2 separate regions of the Mus musculus genome follow, and region 2 is linked to region 1. Evidence: chromatin contacts called from public Micro-C data. All regions are on one chromosome and are shown on one strand. Each heading gives the region's core, a stretch centred on a gene start, on an enhancer-like site or on the middle of the called end of the contact. The rest is flanking DNA. Distances are from core to core; before and after follow the strand shown. Region 1 holds the start of Tbx18 (T-box18). Region 2 holds the start of Minar1 (membrane integral NOTCH2 associated receptor 1).

Evidence for each region. A called contact is a pair of places that touch in the nucleus more often than the background predicts.
Region 2: a Micro-C map of embryonic stem cells shows a contact between it and region 1, with 6 times the contacts expected there. The contact joins the promoter of Minar1 here to the promoter of Tbx18 in region 1. A contact is called at or near these places in 5 of 39 promoter capture datasets (embryonic stem cells, frontonasal cranial neural crest, hippocampal neurons and 1 more), 3 of 484 Hi-C or Micro-C datasets (all in embryonic stem cells) and 1 of 115 datasets of contacts at active chromatin or transcription factors (embryonic stem cells).

What each region holds. Positions count from the first base shown.
Region 1 is chr9:87,729,272-87,733,488 of GRCm38.p6, reverse strand. Tbx18 (T-box18) reads left to right here and starts at 2,229. Exons shown (of 8, transcript NM_023814.4): 1 at 2,229-2,954; 2 at 3,824-4,028. The coding sequence starts at 2,645.
Region 2 is chr9:89,620,471-89,624,273 of GRCm38.p6, reverse strand. Minar1 (membrane integral NOTCH2 associated receptor 1) reads left to right here and starts at 1,288. Exons shown (of 4, transcript NM_153509.2): 1 at 1,288-1,657.

The DNA.
Region 1 (4,217 bases), core at 980-3,479:
CAAGGGGGAACCAGTTTGTCCTTGGTCCTGGAGCTGGAGCGGGATTCAAGCAGTGGGACCAGTAGTAAGGGAGCTAGCGCCCTCATTCAAGCTAAGGGAGCTAGCGCCCTCATTCTGCCTCAAGAGCTCTGCGCATACTTGGACCCATAGCTACTACTTTTATTTTTGTTGTTAGTTTGTAATATTGTTTTCCAGTTTGTTTGTTATATGAACCCAAGTCAAATTTTGTACCCCGAGGCTCCAGCTGCCAGGGGTAACGTTGGAAGAAGACGCAGAGGGACAGCGGAGGGCTTGGGACCCTGTGCTCCTCAGGGTAGCCTAGAAGGCCTGTTTCAACATCCCAAACCAGTTTGAACTGTGCGGCATTTAAAGGGACAAGATCATAACTACAAAGTAGGCTTCCGGTCTGGAAATCCCTGCGGTTTCTTGGAATCAGCCGCCCAGCCTCCTCCTGCGGGCTGGTCGAGTATGCCAGAAACCTTTTAGTGACTCCACCCCCCCCCCCACCTCCGTCACAGAATTTATGAATCCCTTAGGCTGCAAGCCGGCCTTGCTCGGAGAACCGCTCCATTGGACCATCTATGAGGGCCCAGGGCTGGGGCTGGGCGCTCTAGCTCAATGGGCAACTGAAGATACGTAGCTTCACGCGGGAGCTTCACACAGGGCCTTGAGTTGTTTGCTTAAACTCTACAGACTTCGTCCTAGACTCTCCCTACTAACCCAGAACTTTCCAGGCTGCCTCTTCAAGCTTTCTGGTTGGCTCCCGCTTTAGGCCAAACTTCACTAACCGGGTTGAACTTATTCAGGATACCACATCACCCTACACTCTGATGAGTCTGCGAGAGCTTCTCCAGACAGCTTCAAGCCAGTAGGCTACACCGGCTCCCAGTGCCCCAAATAAAACAATGTCTTCCAATTGAACGCATTTTTCAGGCATTTAAAAATCTGCATCCACAGCAAAGATATTACCAAGTCCTTTCTGGCCCAGGCCTTGCAGGCGCCTCTAGGCACTCGCTGCTTGGTTCAATTTCTTCCCAGCACTCCAGTCCTGAAGGAACTGCAGGTTTCTCTATCTATGATTTAAAAACAAAACCCTCCTTCCGGGGTTGATGGTACTTTCAGAGGCCATTTTCCTGAATGCCGAGGAGAAGCCAGAAGAAAGCTAGGACTGCAGTGTTTAAATGAACATCGAATAAAGGAGGCAAAGCAAAATGAAACAAAACGAATCGTCCCTGGCCTATTTTATACTAAAGATTTGTGCACATAGTGAATTTTATTCTACAAGTGATTTTTTTTATTATCCCCATCAAACCCACATCCTGTTAATCCTAAGAAAATGTTGAGTTTAAACAACAGAACTGCACATACATGTTTGCGATCGTTCAATTCTAGAGTTCTGCTTTCTTTTGAATTTATTTTAAAGAAACACGCCGATTAAAAAAAAAAACCAATATGAATACGAAGCTACTTTTAACATACAGAACTTTCAAAAAACATACAGAAATTCATAAAACATGGTTTACTTTGTGAAGTTTTGAAGTTAAACCTATATCATTAAAGACAAACAGAATTAAAATCCCAGGACCTACGTTTTAAAATAATTAGTCCTAAATAAAAGGAGACACCTTTCCTGAATCGGTTATATGAAGGTCTGAGAGATATTACAATGATTAATTTTTAAATCTAAAAAATATCAAATATGCGTAAACTCATCTCACGTAAGAAAAAAATCTTCGGAGTAAGATTCAAGCCCGTGGTCATTCTCTCCATACAGTGGGCATCAATAGATGCAGGAATGTTTAAGTGAGAAACAACAAACTGTTGGCTGTAAGTTCCTGCCTCCTCCAAATGTACTTCTTAGCCCCATGGACAGGGATGAGAGACCGGAGATTTAAGGGTCCTTGAAAGATCCTCTATACTACTAGTTACGGATCTCTTTTCTCGGTTAAACCCTGAGGCTCAGCCTTTCCTGGTCCTGATAAGAAAAGCCTGAGAAGCGACTGGGTTGGCGGGTGTCAGCAAAAGAGGGTTCAGCTTTCTAGAGACTGGCAGAGACGAGCCAGATGGCGGCGCTTTTCGGTCTGAGATTTTCCGACCTTGTAAGGAAGTGGGCGCGGGCTGAGCGGAGTTAGATTCTCCTGATTGGTAAACCGTTTCGGTGATGGACAGCTCCATAGGACCCTCCCCCGCCGCTTTATTGACACTAATGAGCAAGTTCTTCCCACCGCTCTCCTGCCTTGAAGTGCTGACAGATCAAGGCAACAAATTTCAATTACAATCCCTAATTTGTGTCCGCAGAGTGTTTTTTTTTTCCCCGTGTTAGTCCTCTCGGGCTCATCAGTCGAGGCAGATCTTGGAGCAGCAGGAGGAGGTGGAGGGTTTGGGAGTCAAGAAGTGCATCATTGAACTCGAGGGAGAGACAGAGGGAAGGAAACTTGGCGGCCGCGTTCCTGCTTCCTCGGATCCCAACGCCAGAGAAAGAGGAAACGGCAAATTTGTTTTTGCCCGCAGCTAGGAAGGGGACAGATCTCGGGAGGCATCGGGAGCTGCGGAGCGTTTGGTGGGGGGCCAGGAGGGCGAGCGCGTGCGTGCGCCCCAGCCGCGAGTATATGAGAGAGGGGCGAGCGGGCTCGGGGAGGCGGGGATGGCGGAGAAGCGGAGGGGCTCACCGTGCAGCATGCTAAGCCTCAAGGCGCACGCCTTCTCTGTGGAGGCACTGATCGGCGCCGAGAAGCAGCAACAGCTTCAAAAGAAGCGGAGAAAGCTGGCCACGGAAGAGGCGGCGGGGGCGGTGGAAGACGCAGGCTGCAGCCGTAGCGGAGGCGCGGGGGAGCACGGCTGCTCGGAGGCCGACGAAGAAGCGGCTGCCCCGCCGCCGGCAGCCGGGGCGGCGTCCGGGCCAGCGCGGAGCTGCGCGGACGCGGAGCGGAGCTGTGGCTCCCGCGGAGCGGCGGGTGAGTCGATCGATCCCTTCCTGCCCCAGCGGCTTCCCGGTGCGTCTCCGCCCGGCTCCCGCGAACCTGAGCTTCGGTGAGGCAGCGCTAGCGCCCGCTCCTCCCGGGCCTCCGCCGCCGAGCCCCGGGGGCAGGCGTTGAGCCGTCGGCCCCGCACACCGTCCATCCGCGGCTCTCTGCCCGGCTCGGCGGGCTGCCGCCGTCCTCGCCTCTGCGCCGGGAGGGTTCGAGCCCAGGGCTGCCGCTGCTTTTCACTTCTCTAAGTTTTAGGGGCCCCCGGGGCGCGTGCGGGAGGGCGCGGGCTAAAAGCGCGGAAAAGGGCTCGGACGCCCAGAAGTTGGGTGCGCCAACCGGGGAGGCGGCGGCGAGCTCGCCCACACTCTCTGCCCTTCTGAACGCGGAGCGCTACTCCTCCGGAGCCCAGGGCGCCTCGGGGCGGGCTTTTAGCTCTCTTCTATCCGCTGTGCTGCGGGGCCCGGAGAGCCAGCAGCCCGGAGGATTGCCTGGAGCGGGGTTTGGGGAAGTTCTCAGAAAGTGCCTCGCGCGAGGCCCAGAGGCCCGGCGGCCTCCTGGGGCGGAGGGAGGAAGGGGTGACCGGAGCAGATCCCGGCAGCGGCCGCAGTGAGATCTGCGCCCAGGGACAGTGAGCTCGGGGACAGGTCTCAGGCCCACAAGGCGGGGCGCATGGGGAGTTTGCGGGCCTGGCTCTGGGACATAGGAACTCGGTGGGACCCTAAAGGCCTCAAGGCAACTCCGATCGCCCCGCGCGGCAGGACTGCGGGCAGCTGTCCTAGGGCCTGGCCCTGAGATGATCCTCAAGGCCGGATCGCCCCCTCACTGCTTCCCCGTCTCTACCCTCTGCTGTCCAGGCAGCTGTGAGGATGGCTTCCTGCAGGGCGCCTCCCCGTTGGCATCCCCGGGAGGCTCCCCGAAAGGGTCTCCCGTACCTGGCTTGGCACGACCGGGGACCCCGCTGCCCGCGCCGCAGGCCCCGAGAGTAGATCTGCAAGGAGCGGAGCTCTGGAAGCGCTTTCACGAAATAGGCACCGAGATGATCATCACCAAAGCCGGCAGGTAAGCTTGAGTCTCCGTGTGTCCTGGGACTTTGGCCTCACCGGACCCTGGCCGCAGCTCTGACCCACCCAACAGGGCCCCAGACAGTAGCTTCCTTTCTAAATCTTTACTGCTTTCTTTCCCAAAGCACTGTCGAGGAAGGGCGCATCCCGGCCCAGTTTCATTTAGGTCTGAAAGATCTTTGTCAAG
Region 2 (3,803 bases), core at 39-2,538, 1.9 Mb before region 1:
TGGGAAAATCCAGCTGGCAGCTTATTACCCCATGAGGCTTTATTTAAAGTATCCATGTATTAACAGGTTCACTTTTAGAACGCTTCCAGTCATAGCAAAAAAACCTCAGGCAGGAAAGCTGTCATGGAGACCAGTGTCCCTCCTCCAGCCCCCACCACCTCCCAAGGACAGAAGACAGACCACAGGTCACAAAGTTAGCCAGGAACCTGCATTTGGTTGCACTCTTGGAAAAGTAACCTAAGAGGGTGCCACCCCTTAGTTATTTGTTCCCCAATAGTAGGCTTCCCCCCCTTCCCTTCCCTCCCCTTCCCTCCCCTTCCCTCCCCTTCCTTTCCCTCCCCTCCCCTCCATCCCGCTTCCCTTTCCTCCCCTCTCCTTCCCTCCCTTTCCTTCCCCCTTCCCTCCGGTTCTCTCTCTCTCTCTCTCTCTCTCTCTCTCTCTCTCTCTCTCTCTCTCTCTCTCTTTTCTCTACTCTTCTCTTGATTCCACGAGTTTGAAACTATAATTCCGTTTCTTTAAAGCGCTGTTTGTGTGACTTTCCCAGCTGAGGAAGACAATCTGTATAAATGGTGGCACCACAGGCAGGCTGCTGCATTTCAGTCCCACTGCAGTACCCTAGATGGCTTGGGAAAAGCCTCCAGTCCTCATCGATGTATCCAATTGGACTTTTGGAAATCTATTCCGTTAAGAGTGTGAGTGCGTGTTTGGGGAGGGCTGGTCACGTGAACGCTAGTCTCTCCAATCTGGGTACCAATGAAGCCAACACCGGCCAGGAGGGAAACATCAATGAGCCAAGTGACCAGTTTGCCCTGGCCTGGTGAAGCACTGCAGAGTCTGAGGCCCCAGAAGGGTGAGCAGAGTGCACCTGGAGAAAAGGAGAGCAGCGGACGATGTTAGCTTCTGCTTCTCCACTGGGGGCCGCAGTCACCTTCAGCATCCGGAAATAGGGAGAAGCAAACCCCGGGGTGGATCTGGCCCGAGGCTCCCTCCAGTTCCAACCTCTGCTTGCTTTTGCCCGGTCTCAGCAGGCGCGACTCTTAAGGAAGCAGAGGCTTTCTCAGGACTCTGGGGTTGCGGGCGCCCACTCTCTAGGTGGCTGCAGCCTCTGGCAGGGCACGCCCTCGGCGCTATTGCCGCGCCCCTCTGGAGTCTGCCCCTCCCGCCCTAGGGAGCACGAGCCCACTGCTGGAGAGTCCTGCCTTCCTCTGCTCCCCAGGCGGGAGATGATGGAGAGGCTAAACTGGGTCTCTGGCCATCGAGTTCCTGGCCCGAGCTGCCCACGGTATCCAAGACCGTGATGTGGTGACACTGGCTGAGCCTCAGAAACCGAGATTGGGGCTGATCCGGACTCTGAGGCCGCATCCTCCAGCCGCTGAGAGCCCCAGCATCATGCAAGTGGGCAGTGGCTGCCGACTGCCCAGGAAAGCCCGGGTGCGACCCTAGTCTGCAGATCCAGACCTCGTGCTGTGGGGGCTGAAGTTAACCTACGCCAGGGGTGTTGCCCCAAGTGCAAAGCCTGGGCTGCCCTGGAGCCTAGGATTCTTTTGCCTAGGGAACCTTCGGGAAGCTCTGCGTTGGAGGCCCTGTGGACCACCACCTCAGAGCCACGCAAGAGCTGCGGAGGACCGGGGACGGAGAGCTGGAGCAGCCCCCAGAGGTAACTTCAGAAAGCGGGAGACCCATGGGCACCCGAGCGCACATGTGCAAGTATGTGCGTGCAAGGTGTGATCGCTACGTGCCGGTTGCTATTACACAGGGACTCTGTGTAAAGTCCCAGGCTACTGGCACTCCTCCCTGGCTCCGATAGGTTCCCGACTGCAGGCCGCCTGGGCACGGAGACCCTTTTCGCTGAGCTCGGTACGGTAGTGGGAAAAGGGGTGTGCGTGTGCACGCGCATGTGGTATGTGTGTTTGCGTGTGGTGTGCGTGTGTGTGTGTGTGTGTGTGTGTGTGTGTGTGTGTGTGTGCGCGCGCGCGGTAGGTAGTAGGCTTGGCCATATCTGGTGGAGGGAAAAGAGATGAAAGTAGAGATACAATGGCCAAAGACCACAAAATTCTGGGCAAGTTTTCCTGGTTAAGAATTCATTTCAAACAACGGTGTTTTGGGGGTCAAGTAGGTGAACTGTTTGTGTGACACCTCCCCACCCCCGACCTATCGGAGTAAGGTGGAGAACTGAACCAACCCTAGAAAAACGGACCAGTGTATCCCAACGTTAAATTGCGATTTCCAGTCACATTGTTGTGGAAAGGAGGTGTCTTTCCTCCTGGAGACGTTCAACTTCACCTGCCAGAAAAACACCAAAGCAAGGCCTGGCTGGCAGCGGGGCTTGAGTTCATTCACACACTAGCTCACCTCTCAGCAGCCTTTCCCACCTGCTCTACCGCCATCCCTGCCAAGTCCTGTACTCTGCGAGGCCACAAAACCAGCAAGTAGTCATTGGTCCTCTCTGCAAGAGTGCAGGGAGCTTCTGGGAAGCAATTGAGTAGCTTGCTCTAACAGCATGCATGCCGACGTTGTTTGTGAAATAGTAGTCAAAGGTTGTAAACACCGGGGTGGGGGTGGGGTGGTGAGGTGAGTTGAGATCAGCTAGTCTTTTCAGTGGGAAATTAAGTAAGGTTTGCCAAGACAGAGAGGAGGAGAGACAAGGAGTCTGTGTGCTAACACAGGTCGGTTTTATAGAACTTACATTTTGTTTGAAGGATGGGGTGATTTTCTTAGGAACTGGTGGGACCATGGCAGCTGCCATTGCGGCTGGGATTTGGGGGGTTGGCTGTTTGGCTCTGCTATGGTGTTATGCAGCATGACATGAAGGATTTCCAGGAGTCATTGAGGGGCAGTGCATTTGACCGGTAATTTATCCCCTTCTCCCTGCAAACAAGCTTTCGTTACCACCTCTTCTGATGAAATCTTCCTTGCAGGTAGAAGCTTGCCACTTGCTCTGGGTATAGGAGCCTTCTGAGATGAGCTCCTTGCCAGAGCAGTGACAGCCTGGAGAGGGGACATGGCTCAAACAAGAGTAGTGGGAGAGAGTTGGGTGGATGGCCTGAGCAAGCCCTTAGAATTGGGTCTCTTTTTATGTATCAGAGCATAAGAGAATAATGAGGAATGATGGAGTGTCTGCAAAAAACAGCCAGTTTAGAGTGGTTTGTTTTTTGTTTTTTTTGTTTTTGTTTTTGTTTTTTTGTTTTTTTGTTTTTTTTACTAGAGGCTGCAGGGAAACCTGAAATGTCTGCTTAAGAAAGTCTGGGTCTTATTGCATGTAAGAGTGATTTGTATAGATCTGCAACTATGTGAAAATAAACTTCAGTTGCTAGGGAAAGAGCAGCTCAAACAGTTTATTTGCATTTCTGATGAATTTGGTGTGTGAAAGTGTTGCATAGCGCTTAATAGTTGCAAGAGAGACAAAGGTTCCATTGTGTTCCTTAGGAATTTTTGGATATATAATGTCATTATTTTCTTGGCCAACACCAGAGGCAAGATTTCTGTGTCTTTCCAGCATCTAAAAACTCTCATGTTCCCTTTGAAAGATTTGTGCTTCTGGCAAGTCATCTGTCCATAGCACACAGAATGGGTATGGGATTCTGTCCTTCGCTTTTTCCCTCAACCAAGCTCCTTAGAACCCTTGGACAACACGAAGCAGAAAGCAGGGCTGCAGCCTTGGCCTGTGCATTGGGAGCTGGGATGTGAAGACCAGGAGGAGGGAGGGAAAGCCCTGTCTGCTGCTCCAGCCAAGTGGCAATGCGCTGTTTCTCAGACTAGCTGGGCAAAGGTTCCAGATTCCTCTGTGAATACGGTGCTAATGC